2 separate regions of the Xenopus tropicalis genome follow, and region 1 is linked to region 2. The links are chromatin contacts, called in public Hi-C maps. All regions are on one chromosome and are shown on one strand. Each heading gives the region's core, a stretch centred on a gene start, on an enhancer-like site or on the middle of the called end of the contact. The rest is flanking DNA. Distances are from core to core; before and after follow the strand shown.

What was found. Hi-C and Micro-C count contacts between places; a contact is called where the count stands out from the background.
Region 1: a Hi-C map of tailbud embryo shows a contact between it and region 2, with 1.8 times the contacts expected there. The contact joins the promoter of cpeb2 here to the enhancer-like site in region 2. A contact is called at or near these places in 2 of 5 Hi-C or Micro-C datasets (brain and tailbud embryo).

The regions. Positions count from the first base shown.
Region 1 is chr1:27,740,762-27,747,323 of UCB_Xtro_10.0, forward strand. cpeb2 (cytoplasmic polyadenylation element-binding protein 2) reads left to right here and starts at 3,817. Exons shown (of 10, transcript XM_004911232.4): 1 at 3,817-5,392. The coding sequence starts at 4,307.
Region 2 is chr1:27,678,573-27,684,637 of UCB_Xtro_10.0, forward strand. No RefSeq gene overlaps it. Among named protein-coding and RNA genes, the nearest start is that of cpeb2, 63 kb to the right of the region's middle. Within about 2 kb of position 1,904, at least 1 of the 11 cell types and tissues checked has an H3K27ac peak or open chromatin away from gene starts, as enhancers often do.

The DNA of each region.
Region 1 (6,562 bases), core at 2,567-5,066, 64 kb after region 2:
TCATAGACAGTCTGCTTTAATTTTTACAGCAGGTGTTACGGATGTAGCCTGCACAGTGTCAGGCAATGATCATTGGACTTACTTGATTCAGTCGTTCCTTAGAGACCCAACACCTGTACGTAGACCCCTTAGCTCATAAGATGGTTGCAAACATATGAAAACATCATATAAACCAGCTATTCAGCCATAGTTCCAATAATTATATAGTAAATTAGGATATGAAAGAAAAGTGGCCACTCCTAAATCACAAACTGACCTCTAAGATGGGCTTTCAGGAGCAGAAAGAAAAAAGTAGAAAGCAAATAGGCAATTTCCAAAATCTGCACCTAACTGCCCCCCCAACTAAGCCTGTGAGCCTCCACAATTTAAGAATCACTGGTGTAAGATTTGGCCACACTTGGATGAGTCAGTTACACTGATTTGATCTGCAGCCCCGTGGTTTCACACTGGTATTGTGAGCTGTAATGAAAGCTCATGTACCGTAGTTTCAGGGGCACAAATACAGAGGAAATGGAACCTGACTGCTGGCGGGGGGAGGGGGTGTCCATGGGGCACTGGCTTATCAGCAGTTTTACTATATGTTGATGACATTTTTAGTCCCAAAGTTTGGTGGCCCTAATATTACTTTGTTGTGGGCCTGGTAACTTATATCACTGTGCAGTTTATTTCGCTTATATAAGAGTCTCGGGCCACATTGATAAATGTGCCTTACAGTATACTGAGGTGCATAATTCCAGAAGAACCTGCAGAACCATATTTGGTATCAGGGACAGGGCATTACAGGCAAAGGGTGGATAAGTGATATCATTTGAAGTTTATACACTGTATGTATGCTATTAGCAACACATTCTACTTTGTAGGCATTTCTGCTAGCGTGCTACACATGCCAGGAGGTGTTTACATGAATCCCATGACGTCTGCTTTCACCTTTTTTTGCTCCTGGTGTTTCTTGCCTTTGCACAACAAGAGCCAACTGCTTTTTAGAAATGCTTTTCCTACTATGTTTATTTACATTCCATCTGACCTACTGTAATGAGCTCTGTGTGCCGGCCCCTCTGGCAAAGAGAATACAGCAAGAAGCATACTGGACATCACTGTAATTGTACTAAGATGTGCATATGTACTTGGCTTTTAAATGCAGTGTGATTTGGCCATGATTAGGACAGAAGAACCTCTGGGATGGAGCTAATGGCGTCAGACAGACTCATTGTCATTCTTGGCTCCCAAAAGAATCCCAAGTAGTTGATCACTCGGTACATGAAAGGCATAGAGAGCATTAGTGAGAAATCTACTGTGTACTGAGCTGGTGGCATCTCACAGGCTTCACTGTTCACTGTAGTACTTATGGAAACATGTACAGCACTGGCCAGGCCTGGACTGGCAATCTGTGGATTCTGGCAAACGCCAGAGGGGCTGCTGCCTCAGGGGCCCCTGCACCCTCCGCAGTAAAGGTGACCCTGCGGCCTTCACACTCACCCCCAGAGGGGCCCCCACCACCCGTCCGACCCCCACATTCACCTTCAGAGTGTAGGGGGAGAGAGACCAGCGACTTGGAGTAGCACCGGGCAGGGATTGAGTCTGGGCCGGCAGGGCCCACCAGGTTTTTTCCCAGTGCCCAGGTGGTCCAGTCCGCCCCTGGTTGTAAGATGCCATAGACAGTCACTATTAGTGGGCTGTTTGGACCTCTGTGTACTTGGGCCAGGGCCTATTTTTAATCCCAGTCCAGACCTGGCATACCAAGGGGGACAAGCAAATTACAGTATTCAAGGTCCAAGTCTGGTTTCATCTACTTTGTTTCAGGAGTCCAACCCTGGCCTGCAGCTTGCATACTAATATCTATTCACCTGTTTACAGCACCAATATTCCAGAAAATAAAAGTTTTCTAGATGTGAAGCCCGGGCAGCCATTAAAATGCTATATTTATTTATCATCTGTATTTACATTTTCAGAAAAGGGTACAAGTGGCCTTCAATGTTTAATAGATACCCAGTAAAGTCGCTACAATGCCGTACCGGGCTGCAAACGGTTACAGGCAGACAACTTTCCCTTGGTTTTTTTTCCCACGGCGGTCCCTTTGGCCACGCCTGCTCCCTGCATTGTTACGTCATTGGCTTCCAGCTTCAGCAGCCTGACAGCTCGGCTTGGTGTACGCATGCGCAGCAGCTTCGACTCTGCAGCAATTGCGCCCACGTCACTGTGCCAAGCACCCACTGCTGCAGTGTGATAATAGCCGAGCGCACAATGTCATCTGGAACTAGCGCTGCAGATAGGGCGAGATATAACAATAACAAGGATATCGCTCACACCCCAGGCACATTGCTCACAGAATAAAGAATACAGCTGCCCCCACCTCATATTTGCCCCTGTGTGTGTGTATGCCCCTAGCTCAAGGTGTGGGGAGGAGGCTTTGTAATATTAAATGTTTAACCTTGCCCGTCCGAGCAGGTGACCTGCTATTGTGACACTGCCTAGCCTTTTGCACAAGTAAGGGCGAGTGAATGAAACCATTTGCTCAGTGGCCTTTAACAAACAGCAACAGCAGCGCTGTCAATAGCGTTTGGGCGAAGGCGTTGCACCCATTCACAGCTCAGCCCCAGTGTAAATAAAGAACTGCTGTCGCACTCCTCTTACAATAGCACAATTGTATGGTGGGGGTGACATCTGCTGCAGGCAGCTTTGGGCTAAATCATGAATATTCTCTCTTCTGACTACTGTTATCTGTACAAAAAAATGAATAAAATAATACCCCCCTCCACACGTTACTGTCTGGAAATCATGTATAGTTGCCTGCACCCCACCCCCCTTACTCACTCATACAGCATATTCTGCAGGGTCCTTTCTTTAGGGACAACTGAACTACAATTAGCTGGGGATGCTGGGAGATGGAGTTCAAAAGCAGTTTAGGGATCCGCAGGGCAGATTAGAAGCCCTTGGGATTCTTTTTGCCAGCTGTGACCAAGCAGCACCCTTATTATTTATACGTGTACCTTTGCCTGCTATACCCCATCATGTGTTCTTGCCAGAATATCAAGTGTAGCTGGGGGGGGTACAATGCCCAGCACTGGGTTTGCAGCAGTCATATCTCTGCAGTGTGTACGTGCGTGCAAAACAGGCGTCTGTACACTCTGTGTAACCCTATCACTGCCTCAGGAGAACTAAAAGCAACTTTTCCAATATCCACCCATTACATACTGTCAATGATTTCGCAGTTCTTTGCAATTACCATTAAAAAACAGTCTCTAAGTCATCGTTCTGACTCCTGAAACAATGTAGCAAATGCCAGTTAAATAACTGCTCCGGAGAACTGGCTTCTTGCTACATTGTTTCAAAGGTCAGACACAGAGGAGCAGGAAGGGATACATAAATTGCAATATTAACATGTTTGGAACGGGTCATTTCTTTCACTATGGGTGAAGTTTCCCTTTATTTGATATTTGATGGCTCTGCAGGCTGGGGCTTTTCATATGCAGCATATGCAGGGAGCTGAGAGATGTAGTTAGACGAATCCTGAATTTCCATTCCCGGTCCTGTGACCAAAACGAGCCCATAAAATCGATTCTCTTCAAATAACCAGAACAGAATATTAAAAGCAGAAAAAAATATATGTTTTAAGCATCCACAAGCGCTTAAGGGTTAATAATGGCAGCTTTGCCTGACCAGGATGTCCCTGTGCTAAGGGGGAGGGGCGCTGCTGCTCTGTAATATTAATGAGCTCTCCATAAAGCAGCAGTGGAAGGAGGCGGGGCTACGGCCGGGCTGTGACGTTTAGGTGACGAATCCACTTCCGGGGTTTTTAATGTCACCCCGCAGTCAAGCAGCCGGCATAAGGAGGAGAGGAGGGGGGTGAAGAGGACATAGGGCACCAAGGACTAAGCAAGAGACACGCTATATAATATATATATATATATATATTCCTTTATTTATAGATATAGAACTGCTTCACCCCTCACTAGTAACAAGTAAGCCCAACTGCAACCTCCTCACCTGCAACAGAACACAAGGCAACGAGCAGCTTAGGGTTTTATATATATAATATATGTATATGTGGTTTATTTTTCTTTATATTTGTATTATTTTGTAGGCAGAGCAGAGAGCCGCGCTGTATATAGAATCTATGACATAGTAATATATATATATCTATCTATATTATATATACAGAGAGAGAGAGAGCTATAATTGTATGTAATATATAAGGCTTAGAGTAAGGCACAGCAGCACTACAGGAGCAGTGAATCCCGGCCGGGCAGGGAGCGCAGTGTGACAGGGAGAGCGCAGTGTCCCAGGCAGCGCCACTCGCAGCCGATAGATGGGGGATTACGGCTTCGGGTTACTGCAGGCGGCCAATCTCTCCAGCGGTAGCGGTGGCAGTGGCGGTAGCGGTGGCGGCGGGGGCAGCCTGTTTGGCGGAGGGGCGTACAGAGGCAGCGCTCAGTTCCCGTCCCTGTCGGCCGCTTCGGGCAGCGCCCTGTTCCTCTCGGCCGGGTACCAGCAGGTGATGCAGGATGAGCTGCTGCTGGGGGTGAGCTGTGCCCCCGGGAGTAAGCACAGTATTGCTGCCAAGAGCGGCCCAAGCCGAGCCTCCCCGCCTGCCCTGCTGCTACAGGAACCGGCCAAGAGGAAGGACTTCAGCCCCCAGGAGGGGGACGCGTTTAGGGAGGAGCTGAAGAAGCAGCCCGGGGAGATGAATCAGCAGCCCTCAGCTTACCAGCGCCAGGGATCGCCGGCGGCAGCAGCAGCAGCAGAGGAGCTGGACTGTCCGGACAAGAATCTGCCAGGCTCTCCTTCCTCTTCCTCCTCTTCCTCGTCCTCCTCCAGCTCTTGCTCGGCCGAGGAAGCGGTTCTGGGGGAGGCTCATGCGGCAACGTCCCCCCCTGCTCTGTCTCACCACCACCTGCCGGCTAAAGGCAAGCTGCCGATGGAAGCACAGGGGGGGCATCTCCCCAACCTGCTGGGGGGCCCATACCCCGGATCCCCAGAATTACCCAGCACGCAAACCCCAGGGGGATCCCCCCCAGCCCTGCCGGGGTTCGGTACCCCATGGTCTGTACAGACTTCATCGCCTCCCCCGCCGCCTCCCGCACTGCCACAGCAGCAGCAGCCGGCTACACCACACCCTGCCGGGCCGAACCTCAACGCCCTGCATAGCCCGGACCCGGACAGCTTCTACCCTGGCATCCCCTCCTCCATCAACCCGGCCTTCTTCCAGAGCTTCTCTGGCAACCCCTGCCCAGGAATCAATGTGCCCGGATTCAGCAGCCCATTCTCTGCTCAGATCAACATCCCCCAGCAGCAGCAGCAAAGCCGGAGGTCCCCAGTAAGCCCCCAGCTGAACCCCCAGCACCACCAGGCAGCAGCCTTCCTACAGCAGAGGAACAGCTACAATCACCACCAGGTAACACCCTGCTACAGATGTACTCACTATGGGCATGGCACTGGCATATGCCCCGCTAGGGACACAGCAATGACTACTAGTGCTATAACCTACTGTAAGGGGCAGATGTCACTGGCAGGCATTGTTTTGCTGCACCAAGGGGTGGCAAATGTCACTGGCAGCCATTGCTGTTCTTTACTATTGACAGATGGCATTTCTAGTCATTGATATGCCCACCTTGGGGGCAGATGTCACAGAGACCCATTGCTGTATTAGGTCGGTCAGATGTCGCTGACAATCATTGCTGTACTTCACTAGACACATTTGCTAAAAGCATATGTTACTGCCAGCTTCTCACTGAATGTCCCCCTATGGGCAAGTGTCCCAGCAGCCAGCCTGTATCATGCAAAGCCAACTGCCAGGCTGGCACTATGGGCAATTGCCACAGTCAGTGACAGGCCACACCAAGGGCATATAATACAGAGAGATATACCCCATTATGGCCACTTGGTTAATGGCAGGTTCTCTTTGATATACCTGAACTTTGCTGCCATACTGTAACTAATATTGCCAGCTGTCATATATACCTCATGAAGGACAAGATGTTACACATATAGCCCCCTATTATAAGGCACAAATGTCCCTGTCATTCTGCCGCTGATGTAATTCACATACATAGGCAAGTGCCTTTATTGCCAGGCTGGCAGTTAACTTTCTTAAGCATACTCTTTGTATGCTCGTTGCACTTCAGCTGCGGCAGAACCTCTTGGATTTGCCCAATACAAAGAGCTGTTTTTCATGGCAGAACAGAGATACCCACCCAAGAGGTTCCTCAGCAGCTGTTTTTCTGTTCCTGCTGGTGAGCAAGCCATTTACCATTGTAGGTAATTTTGTAGAAAATTCACCTGGGGGACATTTTGTTGCATGTCAGCTAGGGCAGGCAGCATTTTCCTTGTGTCCATTAAATGCCTTCCCATCCAAGGTGCCACTGTCTTATGCGGCAGTCTCCATTTTTGCAAAAAATGGGCTTTCACTGTCCAGGTGGTTGCCGTGACAGTTTCAGCTGCTTTAACCATTCGTTGATGCACCTTTACTGCCATATGGAACCCAGTGAGTATTTATTTGTGCTAGATATACAAATCCATGGCAGTGTTCTAGTCTGGGTTCTGTTTAGGAAAGTAATACCTTACT
Region 2 (6,065 bases), core at 654-3,153:
ATTATAAAAACAGTATATATATATTATTATTGGTTTTAGTTTTGCTGATATTCTGTGAAGAGATAACTGGGTATTCCACTGTGCTGCGATGCTGACAGTTCTGAAAGCTAGTGTACCAGTGCCAATCACCCTTTGCCTAACTCAGCCAACTGCCATCTGTCCTAGGCAGGGTTAGTTTCAGGGTAGGACAGAAAGGCAAGTCTTTATTAATACATACAGTGGGTACCTACAGTATGGGCTCATGTCTAGAGTGGCAGATTTGGGGGAAGTGGGCCATTGTGTAACTATATTAGGGATGCACCGAATCCAGGATTCGGTTCAGTTTTCGGCCAGGATTTGGCCTTTTTTGCCGTGGGGGGGGGGGGGGGGGTTTTGCCGTGTTTGGTGCATCCCTAAACTATATATATATATATAAATTTAATTTAAATTACCCACCGCCCACCAGAAACTTGCAGCATAATATGGAAGCAGAGCTGTGGTGGTGATACCCCTTATTTTCCAAATTGGCAAATACACAAAATACAAAGTGGTGTGGATGGTAACAAGTCAAAGGTCCAATGTCTACGGCGGCACAGGACAGAAATACAGCACTGCACAGAGGGTCTCTTGAGGGGAAACATATGGTTTTGGGGGTATGTATCAGCTCTGTACACTGTACAGGAGCAATTTTGGGCTAGATCTTGCCAGGGGGCTTGACATAGAGTCAGAAATAACCACTTAATTGGTGAAGCATAGCATAACTATATACCAGCACATATTGCAGTTAGCAAAGCCGCCCTAGGCCTATAACAGGGGTTGTGGGAAAGTCTGTCTGGCCTAGTGGCCCACACTAGTGGGAAGCATTTGGAAAGACTCACAAAATTAAGCCAAGAAATTTGCTTATTGGTACAAATTGACTATTCTGTTCGCTGTCTGTGGAAGCATTTGGTGTCAATCAAGGGAGTACAAATACAGCCTTACCTACCTAACTAATATTTTACTTTGGCTTGAATAATATATCAGGCAAGTACAGGGCCCCAGAGGATGTAATAGGATTCTGAGATTTTGTTTGCAGAACAATAACTGCATGGATCAGGGGTTTTCATTTGGCAGTTGTTGTATGCTGGTAATTGTAGTTTAGCAGAGCAGGAAAGCCAGAGATTGAAGATAGACAATCAGTAGATTGGGCATTCTGTAGGGGTTAGGTTCCTCCCTAAGAGTGAAGGACATATGGAAGGTGGTTGCTTATATTTATGAGCAGTTGAGTAAAACCTAGGTGCAAAAAGATGACTGTTTCACTCTACTCCACGTGCCTGCACAGGGTTGGAGAAAAGAAGATAGAAGAGATAAAATATCACAGTCAAGGTAGTTCTACAGAATTACCCCAGGCCAGTGCAGGTTTCTGCTATCAAGACCACCAGCCTGGTATCAGATTAGCAATTATAATCACTACAGGGTACCTAACATTTTCCACACACACCCCACTGATTTTAATTTTAGTTTTCCTTTACCTACCTTCTCCTCTTACAATATATATACATTGAACAAGGGCATCTACAAATCTTTCAACACCAGTGGGGCTATGGCCAATAATGGAAGTAGGTGAGTGCTTGTGTATAATAGTGCCAAAGCAAAACAACATGGCAGTAACACACATATGCAACAAACATGTTGTGCAGAGCCACAAGTAGGTGGATAAGCTCACCAAATATCATGTGGGGTCCAGGTGCACATAGCCTAGACCTACAGCTCAAGGAGTAGGATCATAACATGGATGTGTAGCAGGCACTCAACAGAACCTAGGCACAGGCTCATGCCCTGGTGGACAAAGGTGAACATGAGTCTTATGCTTGCTTAAAATAAAGCTTGCCATTCTTTTACTTTGCCTGTTTGCGATAAATGTTGAGTGCCTGCTACACATCTATGGTATGAATAGCAAACATTCCCCCTACTTTAAGATATAAAGTCTCCTTGGTGTTCTGTGATCTGAAACATAGAAGCCAGCCCATGGCGTTTCTTTATTGCTGTATATTGTTCTTGCTAAAATTTGTCCCATCTTCTCGTACTGTGTATCAGACAAATAGCTCAGGGATGTTGCATGTCCAGCTGAGCACTACACACCGCAGAGAGCTACACAACAGGGGGCCACAAGCTTCTACCCTGCATGAATATACATTTTCATATTCTGACAGAACCTGACATTATTTGAAACCATGTTCTCTACAGGGGGCATGTAACCAGTTATTGAATGTGTGGCCTGGCTGCCAAGAGCTGAGCAGAAGATGACTCAAAATGTGGTTGGAAAGAAAATAGAGAACAAGGAGACCTAGTTCCACCGGCAGCAAAATAAATATCAGCAGCAGCAGAACACTCAGCTGATAAAAACTTATCCGACAGGAGGACTTTTATTATGATTTTCATTCATTAAGCTGTTTATCAACGTGCCTGCAAGCTGATTCACAGAGACTAATGACTGGTTTAAGCATCTCGGAATTTTTGCAATCAGATGGGCCAGTCCCTTTCTGCTATTTGCCTACAAAACAAAATATGACAAATATGGTGTCATTGAGCTGCATGCCTAGCTAATGATGGGCATTTACATGTAAAAACTAAAGGATTTGAGCCTGGTTTATTTGATATTTGATCAAACTACTTTAAAGGGCAAGTATATCTTAGCCTGGAGTAGCCTCCATCATTCTAATTTTTAAAAACAAATATTGTCCTATGGTTTTCCATTCTAACCACATGATGTGTTCAAATCCCACACCTGATGATTTGCCCAAACCATACCAGGACCACAGGGGCAGCAGGGCACAGATAATGCCCCATCAGATGTAGATTGCTTTTGTGGAACACTTACTGTATTTGATTGGCAGCGTTCCATTCTATGGCACAGGCCAGAGGAGCCCACTTTCTTCATTTACAAACAAGCGCTTCATTTTGCACATGGGGTAATAGCCATATTACTCATGGCCAACAGGGCTTATGCTCTGCCCAACAGCCTGTTCTCCCCAAAATCCTCCTGCCCCCAGAAGGCTACTTGGCAGGATTTGGTCCTTTTCCATTATTCTATATAAAAAACCTTGACCATTTGGTGCTGTGTATATCTAATTTCTGTGAGAGTGGGCTCAGGGTGTCGGGACCTCTGGGGGGCCCTAGGACACACAAGGTTGTCAGAGTCATAATTTGTTTCTTTTGGGGTTTGCTCTATGGTTTCTAAACAATTGGCTAGAGCCAGCAGTATCAATCAGTGTTAAATAAAGATCATTTCCTACCCAACTCTGTAGCCTGTTTTGCGCTAGATACAGGTTTATTGTTTATGCGTAGTTAAACATCTGTTTATTCTGATTTGCAGAAAGAATGAAGGTGATGCGGCAATAAATGTTTATTAACCCCATTCTTGTTTAGAGGCAGCTCCACTTTATACATTGGCCAACCAGACACAGGAGACATTTTAAGCAGTATAACATGTCTGCAAAAAATCAAAAGGTCATCTAGAGACACTGAATAGTATAAAAGGAATATATCTGCCCCTGTGTCCTTACAGGCTAAGCCCTTATCTAAGAAGCCGGAGCTTTCTGTGCAAGGCTGATAATGACTGGCAAAATGACTATGGTGCAAATCTCAAGGAAAGATCTGCTTGAGAACTCTCTGTTTCCAATAGGGAATCAAGAGGCAGCATGATGTGATCAAACGCAGATAACGAGGGTTACCAGGGGACAACGCGGTCAGTGCGAAAATAAATGATGGCACGGTACTGTGACACTGTGGCACTAAATATTCCCATTTTTATTATGTGCAGAGGCATAATGCATTTTATTGTCATAGTCAGGGCTGACGCAAGGGCACAGCCTTAATGGGGAGTGCCAGCTTACAGATACTTTGTACAGCCCTTGTGAGCTAATGTGACTCCTCAATGCAGACATTTTCCCTTTAGTGTGTGTAGGATTAGCATCTAGTTTCCCTTTAAAGCTACAAGTCATGCTGAGATAATATGCATAATATACACCTGCCTGCACCCAACCTGTTCTATTTACATTAAATGTGAATGCTTCATGTTTTGGTTTCTGCACAAGGCTGCTGTACAAGAGTCAAAGTTGGATATATATATATCATACATATGATACAGGTATGGGACCTGTTATCCAGGATGCTCTGGACCTGGGGTTTTTCGGATAAGGGGTCTTTCCATAATTTGGATCTCCTACCTAGTCTAATGAAAAAATTATTTAAACAGTAATTAAACCCTACAGGATTGTTTTGGCTACAATAAGGATTAATTATATCTTAGTTGGGATTATGTTGAAATGCTGACTTGCAAACCCAATAGATCCCAAATATTGTTATTGTTTCTTAAATTCATAATGTTTCTGTTTATTATCCCTGCAAGGAGACAGCAGGGAAAGAGGGTATAGATTATTGTGTGTACATTTCCTCTATAAATCTGAAAGGCAGCAACCATATTGTTGTATTAACTGAACCTTTTCCTCTAGACCCCAGTACGACAGCATGGTTGCCCTTCATGGGAAGGACTATGGAGAATACCCAGGACAGGGCACTATTACCTTTGTTCCAACTGTCAATCTGTTCCAACACCCTGACAGCCATCAGCTGCCAGTTAAGAGGCTGGGAGTTGTAAAGCAACAACAGCTGAGGGGTGTAGATTTGGCAACTCTGATAGGGTACATGCACCTGTCAATCACTTCCAGCTGGCATCAGTAGGAAACACTGTAGGGCTTATTTATCACCACTGGGCATATTTGCCTGAGGACAGTAACCAATAGATTGCAAGAAATTGACTGGTTGCCATGGGTTACTGCCCATGAGCAAATTTGCCCTGTGTTGATAAATGGCCATTTGGGAAGCATGCACCATTTTAGAAAAGATAACTGGGGTTCAAAATAAAGCACAGCCTTTCCCACTGATGCCGTAAACACAAAGGCCATAGCGTTTCTGCTGCAGACTACACTCTTTTCAGGGAAGCCATGCAGGATGCCTCTAATTGTAAAGTAGATTTTACATAGGACTGCTTTTAGAGTTGGTGACTCTATCACAATGGGCCCTTGAATGTTCAATCCTGCTTTTGAACTCACCCCACCTAAGGACAATGCAGTGCCCAGAAACAGCTGTTGTTCCTGCTTATGGTACAACTAAACCGACAGAAGCAACATGACAGCTCCAGCCATATAAATTGACATATGCAGAAAAGGATTTTTTTCTGTTTAGACCATTAGTCACAGCATTGAGGAAACCTTGAATATGCTCTCAGATTAGGCTGTGGGTTTAAGACAAAGATAAGCCATAACGTAACTAGATGTTACTGGGTCCCACAGCAAATTCAATTTAGGACTCCCAAAACATTAGAAAATTAACCCGTTCTACAAAGATATATTAAAATTGCTCATTTATTTAGCACATTTCTGGGGCCCCCTGCAACCACAGGGTCTACCTCCGCTATAGTTACACCCCTGGCCATAATAACAAATAGGTTATACATTTATTTTCCAGGAAACAGGGCATTTTTCTATTCTTCCAACACTGCATCTATAGAGAGACATCACTTGTAGTGATGAGCGAATCTGTTGCGTTTCGCTCAAAAATTGTGAAAAAATGTGTGAAACAGTGAAATATTGTAGTGAACTACAAAAAGACGTGCGAGCAAAAAAAGGGAAAAAATGATTCGCGGCTAGTTTTTGAACCCATTTCATCAAAAAATTCTGCCAATGGCGAAACACAGAAATTCGCAGTGAATCCATGAAAAAAAATTTTGCTCATCACTAATCACTTCTCCAGTCATAGTGAAAAAATAAAGATCTGCACATAATATCACTGCTTTTGTCACAATGCCCTTGTGAAAAGACCCTTATGGGGGGAAAGGCCCTGATGACTGGTGAGTAAATCATTCTCTTCAGCATAATAAGTTAACATTATTCATTAAGTCCTGACCCCCGCACCTGTCTAAAATTGCATATTTAGTGGTGGAAAAGAAAAAACTGTTCATTTTGTTCCTTTTGCACCATCTGTTGGCACCGGCCACGTGCCCCTGTGTGTGTGTCTGGATAATGTCCATCTGCAGCCTCTGAAAA